2 separate regions of the Sus scrofa genome follow, and region 1 is linked to region 2. A link is a contact called in public HiChIP or PLAC-seq data. All regions are on one chromosome and are shown on one strand. The core of a region is the stretch at or near the end of the contact, and the rest is flanking DNA. Distances in the headings are between cores, read along the strand shown. Region 1 overlaps CTIF (CBP80/20-dependent translation initiation factor). Region 2 holds the start of SMAD7 (SMAD family member 7).

Region 1 (6,125 bases), core at 723-3,222, 90 kb before region 2:
GCCACTGATCTCTGGGCTCTTCCTCCAGATGCTTGGCTCTGGCCCCTGTCACAGGCACAAACCTGTGCCCTCAGAAAACAGCTCAAGGACATAGTGCAGTCGGGGGCAGGGGGAGCTTCCAGGGCCCACACCCATGGCACGTTGGGGTGTGAACACACCTCTCAGGGGGCAGGTGCCTGGCCTCCAAAGCCACTTCTGAGGAGCCAGGGACCAGAGTGCTGGGAGCCTAAACAGCAGCCTTCCTCTATGGGACAGTCACCCCTTCGTCTGTTGGGCTCCAGCTGGTACCCTACATGGGGCTATGGGCAGGGAAGATGGGGGAGGAGGAAAAAGCATGGTTCCTGCCCTCAGACATCCTGTGTGGTCTGGCTAGGGTTAGAGATCTCTCTCATACACACACACTCACAGTGGATGGAATGTTGTAGAGGATAAATATGGGTACAGAGCACGCATCCCTGAGGCGCCAGGGGAGAGGTCAAGGCAGGCCAGGGAGGTCAAGGAAGGTTTTGGGAAGAAGGCAGAGCCTTGGGAAGTGGGTGGGCTGAGGCTGGGGTTGGGGTACGGGGGCTTAGCTTACAGGAGGAGGACTGCAGGGGCTGATGCTCAGGGTGTGCTGATCCAGGGGATCATTTGGGATCCTTCTTCTGGGGGGGGCTTGTCAAGACAACTGGGGGAGAAGGGGTGCTGGCTCTTGGGGGCAGACCCTCTGACTGGCCTTCTGCCTCCCTTTGAATTTCTCTCCTCCCCATTGTGTCACAAGTGTATGCCCAGGTCATTGCTGGGGGTGGGGAGGTGGGATGGGGGCAGGTTCCACATGGACACACACAGGTAATAATGACTAAGCTCGATTCCAGAGAGACATCCCAGCAGGTGAAAATTAACACACTGCCACCTGATCAGCCTTGAAGGAAGCAGGTCACACAGCTGTAGAGGGTAAAGGCCCTAGTCAAGGAAGGCTTCCTGTATGAGGGGAGGCAGGTGGGTGAAGGGCTCTTCCGCCTCAGGTGGCAGGCAAGATGCGGATTCCTCTTGTTCCTCCAGCAGATTGGGTGTTAAATGGAGGCTGTCTCATTGGCTGTTGCCCCCTCCCGGTCCTTCCCCTCACCCCCACCCACTCCCAGGCCTAGAGACCTGGGCTCACACCCTCCTGAGATAATCCAGCTATTTCCTGTCCCTGCCCTCAGCACCCCCTGTAACCAAAGTGGGTCAGGAGCCCTTTCAGGCCCAGTTCACATGCCAACCCCACTTCTCTGCCCGCAGCTGCAGAGCACAGGCCGGCTGCTGGAGGAGCAGCTGCCCGAGATGATGGCCGAGCTCCTGGCCAGCGCCCGAGACAAGATGCTGTGCCCTTCAGAGTCGATGCTGACCCGGTCCCTGCTCCTGGAGGTCATCGAGCTCCACGCCAACAACTGGAACCCTCTGACACCCCCCATCACGCAGTACTACAACAGAACCATCCAGAAACTGACAGCCTGACAGCCAGGGGGCCTGGCGGGTGGCCCGCGGGCAGCTGGAGCCCTGATGCCCAGGGCCAGATGGACAGGCGGGAGGACAGGGGTGGCCCTGGCGGGAGAAAGAAATGGGGACGAAGGCAGGCAGAGCCGGCGGCCAGCCTGGAGTCAGACCGGGAAGGGATCAAATCCCTAGGAGAAGCTCCCTCACCCTGCGAGCCCCCCCCACCCCACCCCCAAGCCTGAGCATGCGGCAGCTCACACCAGTAAGGGAAGCATGTTTCTCCTTTGCGGCGGCCCGGCCCTCCCCCTCCCCTCCACTCCCCCTCCTCACGCCCGCTTCTCCCCGCCCCCTCTCATCAGCGCCGCCCCCGAAGGGCTGTGTGCGAGGGGTTCATCTCTGCGACTCCTCAGAGGCCTTGGCAGCCCGCACGCCAGGGGTACAGCTTGGGTCAGAAAGGACCACAGGAGGCTGAAAAAGTGGGTCGGAGACGGGCTTGCATTGTTTCCCGCATGCTGTCAGCCGCAGTCGCCAACTGGCAGCAGGCGACATGTAGCAGATGTCCGGGAGGACAAAGGCAGGCACGGTCCCCACCAGCCGCCCGTAATTGACGGCCTTTGTCCGCGCGCGCACGCGCGCGCGGCTGAGCTGGGGGACTGTGGGGGCCTCCTCTAACCTTCACGCTCCACCTTCCCAACTTCCAAGCCTCCTCCGTTCAGCCCCCAAGCTGCAGGTCCCGCGGGGGCCGGGGAACTGGGAGGGGAGATGGAGTTTGCCGTTCTACTTGCGCTCTTTTGTTTCATTGTGTTTTATTTTTTCAAAAGTCAGCTGCTTTGAAGTCTCCTCTCCCGATGAAAAGGGCCCGCGATGTGATCACACAGTGAGCACCACAAGGACCCCCTGATTAGCAGGAGATCAAACCCAGCCCCCTCTGGAAGGATTCTAGCCACAGACAGCTTGCCAATAGCCAATTAGGGTAATTGGAAACTTCTGCCCCAGCAGGGGTCCCCGCTGGAAGCCTCTGCTCCTCAGCCCCTGGCTTCCAGTACCTCTGCTCCCTCTTATTCTAGCTTTGCTCCCTCAAAGGGCTGATACTGTTGCTGCTGGGAGAGCTTTAAACCCATCCTAGCCCAGGCCAAGCCTGGCTCAGAACGAGACTGGTGAATTAAAACCAAAACCCTAGGTGATGCTCCCCCGTTCCACACACAGATCTCATCCTAAACTTCCACTGTTGGGGGAGAATGTGGATGGTAGGGCTGGTGCCTGGTTCCCCAGGACTTGGCCTTTTAGCTAAATCACCCCCACCCCCACAGTCCGTGTCACAGGAGGGCTCTAGGAGCTGCAGCCCCAGGGCTGTCGTGAAAAGGTGCATTCACTCAGTCATGAGCAGGACCATCAGGGGACGAGCGAGCCACCAGCTTTCCAGGCTGGGAACAAGACTGGGGATTCTTGGAGGGACCAAGCCCTGGGAGCAGCCCCTTCTGTGATGGCTACAGAGGAGGATGCGGGTTAGGCCCTGGGAGACTGGCTTTGGGTTTTCACTGGTGTCCAAACAGCCCATCTCCTGATCTGGAGCCCACACTTGGATGAGCCCCTGGAAAGTGACCTCCGAGCCCAGCAGTCTCCTCACCTGCTCTTTTGTTAAGCCAGTCCTTGCCTGGGTCACCTTGGAGACCCCCTGGCTGCCTGGTCCCATCAGGCAGGAGGAAAGTCCCCTTTGTTGAGTCTAGGAGAGCAGGCAGGTGGGGTTGGGGACAGCCTCCTCCATACTCCCCCCACCATCACCCCCTGGCTGCCACCTGCCTGCCAGCCCCAGGACGGGAACCTGTTGGGGACAAGGCATGGGGGCAGAGTTTACCTGGAACAAATCAGTAGCCTCTGCCAAGGAGCCCCGGCTGCCCCTGGCCTCTGCCTCTGCCCTCCCCCGCCCCTTCCTCCCCAGCCTCTCAAGCTTCTCACTGCCTTTCCTCCTCAGCCTGGGGCCCAGGGACACCAGAAGCCCCACAGGAGGCCTTGAGGGAAGAGCTGGACTGACATTCAGGTGCTCAGAGGGGGCACTAGGGAAATCACGGTGCTGAGGAGTCAGGCAGCCCTTAGAGAGCTGCACCTGGGCTGAAATAGGCCCTGCTGCCCTTGAGTGGTGTGAGTGAGTGAGTGAGTGTGTATCTATGAGAATGGAGCAGGGCCCCGGAGGAAGACAGAGGCCTAGGGGTGAGGGTGGCAGTGGAGGAGACAGAGAAGCAGGGCCTCCTGCCATCCCTACCTTGGGCCCAGAGAGCGAGCTTCCCAAAGGGACCCCAGGCACGCGCACGTGGGGCTGATGTTCCCCTGGAAAGCAGAGCGGGTGGCATCGTGGGCGCCATGGGCCTCATGCCCCTTCCTCCAATGGCCTTCCTTGGCGGTCTTGCCTCAGGGCCAACCCCTCCTCACCTGTTAGGACCAGAGTGGGAAGAAGTGAGATATAAATATGTATACATATATAAATATATTTTTAATTACGTGTCGTGTCACGGTGGCTCCAGACATATGGTTTGCCTAGTTTACTCCGTTGCTTGAAAGCGCTTCCTGGCCAATCCGAATAACAATTTGTGTTTTTCTAAATGCAGCTTGCTGCTGCTTTTTCAGACATGGAAGGAAAACGTTTAAAAACAAATTTGTTTTTAAGGAAAATAACAGGAAAGCCTAAAATCGGGGACCCTGAGGCAGCTTCCCTCGGGAGACTACTCAGACAGGAAGCAGGGGGCAGACGTGGGTGCCCCCAGACCTCCGTCCCCTCCCCAGGCCAGAGGTCTTCGCTAGAGGGAGGCTCCATCCAAGCTGACCTCTGAATGTATCTGACGGGAGGCTAAACTGGATGTTGCGTTTCCGAGGCTCGCGCTGTTTTCCCCACTTGCCTGTGGCTTCCTTGGCACCCAGAGGAGGCAGAGTCCAGCCCTCGGAGGCCAGTCCTGTCTTGGGATCTCTCCCCTGCCAGTCAAAACGAAGTGGTCCTTGTTTCGCTCTCAGGCATCCAGCCTGCTCACGGCAGTCCCGCTCCCACGGCCTCCAGGCTTTGCCTAAGCTCTGGGACCGCAGCCCCACGAAGGCCCCCAGCCTCCCCTGGACAAGCGGGAGCCCCACCAACCTCCACGGGAGTGTGCGCCCCCCAACCCACTTTCGTCTGCTCGTCCTTCCTGAACCCGTCTGTACACCTTTAAGTTTGGGGGATCGTCCTGTCCATCCATGTAAATGTAAATGTTGGCTGAGTCGGTATTTATTCTGATTTTTATTTTATTTTCCTCTGAGGGATGGGGAGGGGTGGTGTGGGAAATGGACCACTGATCACGCCCTGGGCAGCTGCAGGGGCCGGGACCCAGACAGCCAGGCCGCCACAGGAGCAGCCCCACGGGGCCGCCCAGACGCCAAGTCCTAGTCTCTTATCTGGCATCAGAAGCCGGCCAGTGTTCCTTGTCCGACAGACTCTGGCCGACCCGCAGAGTTCTTTCCCTCAGCTGTCGGCGCTCTGTTGGGAAACCTCAGGCTGGGCCTTTGAGAACGCAGATCAGAGAAAAGGCAACTTTCCTCTGCTCGGGCCACTTGCACAGAAGGGCTGCCCGCCTCGCCCAAGCCAGCTGGGAACCTGGCCACGGGTCCTACCTCCCCTGAGTCGGGGCCTGGGGCTTCCTGCCAAAGCTGCAGCAGAATCCTGCTCTCGCGACCACCTCCCCTCCCTCAGTATGTCCTGCTTTCCAGCTGAACCCAAACTACAAGTGGGTTTAAAAAATAAACCACGCCAAAAACAAAAATGCCCTGAATCTGTGTTCTTTGTGGGTTTGGCAAAGGAGAGCTTTCCCAAAGGCTTTTGTGCCTCTCCACGGGTGTCGGCAGAGGCCTCGGAGGAGCCCCTACCTCCCCAGGTGGTGAGGAAGATTCCCCATAGTTGGGCCACTCTTCTCCAGCCCCCTGCTCTCCACAGCGGCCCAGGAGAATGTGGTGAAGGAGAGAGATGCCCCTCCACCCCAAGCTGGGAACTGTGGCCTAGCCAAGGTGGCAGCATTAAACCAGTCCTGCACAAAATGACTTTTCCACTAAAGATTCAGTTTCCTGCATGTTTCACCATCCCACACCCCAAACCTACCCCTCCCATGAAAAAGTCACTATGACATTTGGCTGAGACTTGGGCCCAGCAGCTTCTAAACGTCAGCAGCCAGGAGTTCCCATTGCAGCTCAGCAAATTACAAACCCGACTATTATCCATGAGCATGCAGGGTCAATCCTTGGCCTCACTCAGTGGTTTAGGGATCCAGCGTTGCTGTGAGCTGTGGTGTAGGTCGCAGATGTGGCTCGGATCCTGCGTTGCTGTGGCTGTGGTGTAGGGCAGCAGCCGTAGCTCTGATTAGACCCCTAGCCTGGGAACCTCCATATGCCGTGGGTGCAGCCCTAAAAAGCAAAAAACCAAAAACAAAAAAATGAAGTAAAGAAAAAGTCAGCAGCAAGTGGCTATCCTGTCCCTGTGGGTCAAATCAGTCTTTCATCAAAAGGTCTCAAAGGGCCCCAGTGGTTTATTTTCCTGTGATGACATGTCCCTTGTTTTGCACAATCCCTTCCACGGCAAGACACTGGGGACACTGCCTCCTGGTAACACATCCCCCTCAGGGATTCTTTCTGGCTACAAATTGCCAGGCTTTCAGCTC
Region 2 (6,135 bases), core at 3,479-5,978:
GGGTGGGGGCAGGGGTCCTCACTTCTGAAAGCCTCAAGTCACAGCCACCCTGCTCCTACATTCAGTCACGTCTAACACTCCTTCCCAGAAGATCCTGCTGGCTTCATACCACCTAGCGCCCAGGTCTCCCAGGCTGCAGTGGAATGGCTTGAATCACAGCAAAATGGAGTTCCCAGACCCAGTCCTCCCCCAAAGGCTGCAGCGGTGCCAGGCCCCAGACCCTTCCCGCCACCTCTGCCCAAGCTGGAGACGTCACAGAAGAAATCCCTTGGTTGTGCAACTGCTTAAGATTTTTACTTATTTATTTATTTTTTTATTTTAGGGCCGCACCTGCAGCATATGGAGATTCCCAGGCTAGGGGCCAAATTGGAGCTGTGGCTGCTGGCCTACACCACAGCCACAGCAACGCCAGATCCAAGCCACATCTGTGACCTACACCACAGCTCATGGCAACGCAGGATCCTTAACCCACTGAGCAAGGCCAGGGATCGAACCTGCGTCCTTATGGATGCTAGTCAGATTCGTTTCCGCTGCACCACGATGGAACTCCCAACTGCTTAAGATTTTTATAGTTGTCCACTGTAAATCTCATGGCTGATTCTCACCTAGTAACCCAAGTTCAAAAATTCAACCTAAGGCTCAGAATGTAAGCGGCTGACCTGAATTGCCCACATATAAGGTGAGAATAAAAACCAGGGGCAGCACCCCATCCCTGGCCACAGCAGCCAGCAAAACCAGCCCCAGGCCTGGCTGCCCTCCAAAGTGTCAGAAGAGTCCCACCGCCAGGGCTTTGCCTGTTAGCACCTTCAAGTCCTCTACACAAGGGTGATTTTTTTCATCCTATTTTTGTTTTGGGCTTTCTGTTTGGGGTTTTTGTTTTTGTTTCTTTGCTTGGGGGAGGAGGGGTTGGTTTTGTTTTACACCTAAAAGTTTTTGGGTGAGTAACCAGCTGTCTGAGTTTCCGATTGGCAGGTGAATCACTTCCTATTGGCTGATCTGAAGAACTTTTTTCTCCCCCTTGGAAATGGCACATTCCTGTCTTTGTGGCTTCTCTGTTTACACACATTTTGCTACCTAATGTCAACACTTGCTAATGAATAAATATATCACTCCACTACTGAATATGAGGTCCTGGCCCCAGAGGGCGACTGCTTGAATCCAGTGAACAGCTCTGCCCCTCTATGTCTGCAGGAAACCCAAGAGAATGTGGTCCTTCTTTCTGCAGGTTTTAGGAAGTTTCTTGGATCATTTCCCCCTAGTGGTCTTTACCCCTGAGGCCAAGGGGACCAGCCTCTCTTTCTCTCTCTCTTTTAAGGAAAACCTCCAACACTGAGGCCCACGACAGGAAAAACAACAATGGGACAGAGATGGCCCCTTGGAGAACGAAAGTTCATAAAAGAATTCTTGAGTCTTGATGCCAAAAACCCAGTCAAGTTAGATTATTTGAGAAAACAGAGCTTGGTCATTTCAGCTAACGTTTGTTACAAACACAGAGCTGGTTATCTCCTCATTAATGACCATTTATCTAGTGTTTTGTAAATCGAAAGCAAAATATCACATGCTTTGCAGGCCACTTATTAGACAAGCACCAGGCAAGCAGCAACGCCTTGCACGACTGGAGGCAGCGTGGAGTCGGGGAGGGCTGGCTGCAGAACCCCGGCTTTGGTTACACCGTTCATTAAAGTATTTAATTTACGACAACGCCCCAGCAAAACTTTTAATTAGTGGAGGGAAAGGCCCAACAGCCAAAACTTATGAGGCGGATGGACTTGTAGAATTCCAAGAGCGAAAAGGGGCCCAACCCTTCACTCTTCCTTCTCCCAGAAACTTGGCAAAATAAATGTCACAAGCATTGCATTTTTCAGGCACCAGTACAGACCAAAGTTACAATCCATACTTTCAAACAAATGGACCTCTCGCTGTAAGATAGGGCTCTAAGATACAGGGGACCATCCAGTGGTCACCCCTGAGTCCCAGCTTTGAGGACCCCCCGCCTCCCCTGGCACTGTGAGCCCCTGCACTGCCAGTCAGAAGTTGAATGCAGACAACCGCAACGGGGCTGGTGCCAGTCTCAAGTGCGGCTTCTGCCCTGGCCCCAAGCCATCTGGTGACAAAGCAACAGGCAGGCAGAACTATGCTAAAAACTTTCAGAGCCCCCACCAAGAATTCTGAGAAAACCAGGAAGGGAAGGGCCTGTCGTCTTTACGTCTTAAAGGTTCAAATTCGCTTACCCCAAAGACCTCTCTGTACCTTTTTAAACTGTCTTCCCTCCCACCAAGCTATCCATTCTTCCCACTGATACTTCTGGCACTCATAACGTCTCCAAAGTTTCCCATCAACCTGTCCTCTTTGGCTCCCAAGACACTTCTGCAAGGATCAAATTCCACGTGTTTAAAAGCTGAGCCAACTTGGGTTGTGGAGTGCAAATACATGAAAAAAGGAACAAAATGTAATGCATATCTAGGAAACATCTTTGAAAAAAAAAAAAAGAAAAACACATACATGCATAATATTGTATCTATACACACACATATTATCTCCAGGTTCAGTCACAACAAAAACAGAAAAAAATCCACCAAACTTCCCACAGAGGAAACCTATAACCACCTTGGGGCAAGCCCAGGGTCTCCCCAAGCCGCTGCCTAGACATAAAAAATCCGAGTTCTAGAGACTCCATTTCTAACCTAAGATAGGAAGGATATATTTAAAACCCTCTACTCACCAGTTGGTTTGAGAAAATCCATCGGGTATCTGGAGTAAGGAGGAGGGGGAGACTCTGGAATTAAAAAAGAAAGAGAAAATAAAGGCCGAGCCATGAGAAAGAGAGATAGAAACTTATGATAACAGAGGCATTCTTTTAGCCCAACTGTTTGTCTTAGCTGTGGGGGTTGGAGGCAGGGCCGCGAGGCGGTGATTGCCTTGATATTTAGCTGTCAGATAAACAAAAGAGGCCGCCTGGCGCCAGCCTCGGCGCTCCGCTCCTCCACGTCTGCGGCCGCCGCCGCCGCGCTCGGCCGGCCCGGCTGGAAACCACCGGCTCTACCGGGGCCGGGCACTTCACAGTTCACAGGGCGGGGGGCGACCAAGCCCCCGCTCGGTCCCAGAACTTCAGATCCGACTCCCGCCGCCGCCCCCCCACCCTGACTCGTCCCCCAGGGGTGCAAATTCACCTTGGCCACCGCAGCTCCTCTCCACACCGCGCGGGGGAACTCGGGGCTCCCCTCTCCCAGCCCACCCGCGAGGTTTACCCCAAGTCCGCTGGTGAACTTGGATTTGTGAACGCCCCGGGTGCACCCCCGCCCCACACAAATATGCAGAGAAAAGGAAAGCAATGCAGGAGGCTGGGATCTCAGCTGAGAAGCCCAGGCCCCAGAGCTGTTAAGGGGCCGTGTCGTCAGGGAGGGCTGGGGCCCGACCCTTCTGCAGTCAGGAACTGTGCTTTCCTGTGCAGGAAGAAAGGAAAAAGCAGAGGGCACCCAACTTCTCCTGACTGCTTGTCCTCTTCCACCCTGGGCTGGCAGAGTTGAGAGCAGATATCCAGCGCCGCCGCCCATCAAACTCTCTTCGCCCCAAAACACAAAGCTACTCCGGACAGGGCACTTTCCCAGCCACTTGTGCCCGACAGGACTCTCCTTATTTACTAAAGGAGCAGGCAGAGACGTTCCAGTCTTTACAACTGCTTCTCCCAGCCTTCCTTGGCGGGCTTGGACCGAATCCAACTCGGCCACACACCTCAACGCCTTTCCGGGTGCAGGGGAGGCGTGACCCCCCCTCCTCCCCCCCACACACTTCTCTCTGCACCCCTTGGTTGATCCGGAAATGAGAAATCTATCTAATTTTTAACCCCCGGTCTGTAGAGTGTGTGCATGAGCAGTGCCCAAAACCCCGCTAGGGGAAACAGAGGAGGAGAAAAAAACTGTAAGGGAACCCCCAGGGAATGCCTTTCCAGGTTCCCCCCAGTCCCTTCTCTACCTTTGTCCCTCTAGTCTTCTCCCAGGAGGGGATGTACTCTCCCCTCTGGCGAGACAGCTGCACAAACACACAGCCGAAGGGGGCTTTTCTTTCACTACTTGAGCGCCAAGGGGAGAGGTGGGTGGGCGCAGAACAACTTCTTACCTAGTTCGCAGAGTCGGCTAAGGTGATGGGGGTTGCAGCACACCAGCTCGGGGTTGATCTTCCCGTAAGATTCACAGCAACACAGCCTCTTGACTTCCGAGGAATGCCTGAGATCCGGCCACCTGAACACTTTGCACAGCAGGAGGGGGAGCGAGTAGGACGAGGGCGGCTGCGCGGGCTGTGAGCCGGCAGGCGCCCCCAGGCCCAGCCTGCAGTCCAGGCGGCCGGGCAGCAAGAGGCACGCCGTGCGCGTACCGCCGCGGGACTCCACGGCCTGGAGCAGCAGCTCCAGCTGCCGTTCCTTCAGTTTCTTAAGCACCGAGTGCGTGAGCGCCTTCAGATCCGCCTCGGCGCCCCCGGCCACGCCGGCGCCCGCGGCTGGGGGGTGGGGATGGTGGTGACCTTTGGCACCTCGCACCGCCTTGCCCAGGCAGCAGCCAGCCCTGCCTGCGCCGCCGCCACCGGCCCCATGTGCCCGGCCGTCCGTCGCCCCTTCTCCCCGCAGCTCGCCTCCTCCACCGCCTCCCCACGCGCCCTCCTCCTCGTCCTCGCCGCCGGGCGCACGGCTCCTCCAGAGACGCCGGACGAGCGCAGATCGTTTGGTCCTGAACATGCGGGGCGAGGAGGCGAGGAGAAAAGTCGTTTGCCGGCTAAGGAGCGAACATGACCTCCGCACACCATGAAGAAGTCGGGCGCCGAGTTGGGGCAGCAGGCGCAGGCGACAGCAGCAGCAGCAGGGGCCCGGGCAGGAGCGGCGGCGGCCCGAGGGGCGCTCCGTGGCATGCGCCAGTCTCCCGGAGGCCGGGGGGCGCGCGGGGGCCCGGAGGCGCCCGCCGGGGCTCGGGGGCCTGCGCTCCGGCTGCCCCACCCCGCGCGGCCCGAGCCGCGCGCTGCTCTCGGGCCCCGGCGCACCCCGGAGGAACGCGGCCGCCGCTTCCCTGGGGGCGGCGAAGCCTACCCCGGTCGGCGCCTCCCCAAAAAGAGGCCCCCCCGCAGCGGCTCCCGAGTGTCGGGCTCGCCAGCCTTGGCTTCCTACATGGAAGATCCGCGGGGGCAAAAAAAGAAAGGCGTTCGGCTGGGCTGCCGGAGGGAGGAAAAAGCCTCTTTTCCCCTTCCTAAGCAACTTAATTTGGGGGTGGGGAGAAGGAGGCAATTAAAAAAAAAAAAAAAAAGGCAGGCACGCGATTTATTTTTTTCTTCTATATCCTTAGTAACCGGATCTCCTTGAATTCCGTGCACACGAAGACTCGGGGGAGGGGGCCGAGTGGACTTCACCCCGCAGGAGATGTTTGGCGAAATAAGGAGGTTCTCTCAAAATCTAAGAACCAAATACGCAAAGCCCAAAATGAAAACCACCACCTCCTCGCACCCCGGAGGTCTGGGGGCGTCTGGCTGGAGCTGGGGTTTAAAAAAAGAAAATGTTTACAAAGTAGAACAAGACGTCTGAGGGGTGGAAAAAAGGTATCCACGAGTTACATTCCCCTTTTTCCTTGCAGAGCCCCACTGGTCTTCCTCTCCTTTTCTTCGGGGGAAAAAAAAAAAAAGCCGTGTATTTTTTTAATCCACAGAAAGCTTTGGCTAGGCTGTTTCAATCCTTCGCATCTGGGTGATTTGGAGGAGTCTCTGGTCTTTCCTCCTGAGCTCCCGGGGGCCCTAGTCCTCGGCGGGGACTTCCTCGGGGCTGGCGGGGGCGCAGGGGCAGAAGATGCTGCGGCGGCGGCTGCGCCCCGCGGGGCTGACAGCGCGGGGGAGGGCGGCGCGGCGGCCGCGGCGGGCCCCTGGCGGGTCGCGCGCTCTCGCCCTCCGCTCGCTAGCGCGGGGGCCGCCGGTGTCCCCTCCCCTGGGAGCCGGGGCTCCCCTTATGGGCTGCTCGCCCCGACAAGGCTGCGTCGGCTGGAGGCCCCGGTGTCCCTCACGCCGCCTTCTCCTCCGAGACTCTCCTCGTCGCGCCCGGGAGCCTCCTTGTCCCCCGTCCGCCCTCTCCTGGCGCTCGAGTCCTTCTGCCGCCGCCGGGGGCTC

The links. HiChIP or PLAC-seq counts read pairs in DNA pulled down with a chosen protein or histone mark.
Region 1: a contact with region 2 is called in an H3K27ac HiChIP or PLAC-seq map of skeletal muscle. The contact joins the enhancer-like site here to the promoter of SMAD7 in region 2. A contact is called at or near these places in 5 of 47 Hi-C or Micro-C datasets (blood, embryonic fibroblasts, heart right ventricle and 2 more) and 1 of 2 datasets of contacts at active chromatin or transcription factors (skeletal muscle).

What each region holds. Positions count from the first base shown.
Region 1 is chr1:98,449,894-98,456,018 of Sscrofa11.1, forward strand. It overlaps CTIF (CBP80/20-dependent translation initiation factor), which reads left to right. Exons shown (of 12, transcript XM_013992850.2): 12 at 1,261-5,237. The coding sequence ends at 1,476. Among named protein-coding and RNA genes, the nearest start is that of SMAD7, 89 kb to the right of the region's middle. Within about 2 kb of position 1,973, at least 20 of the 83 cell types and tissues checked have an H3K27ac peak or open chromatin away from gene starts, as enhancers often do. A contact at or near this core is called in skeletal muscle, where this site is marked.
Region 2 is chr1:98,537,587-98,543,721 of Sscrofa11.1, forward strand. It overlaps SMAD7 (SMAD family member 7), which reads right to left and starts at 4,729. Exons shown (of 4, transcript NM_001244175.1): 1 at 4,117-4,729; 2 at 2,723-2,776. The coding sequence starts at 4,729.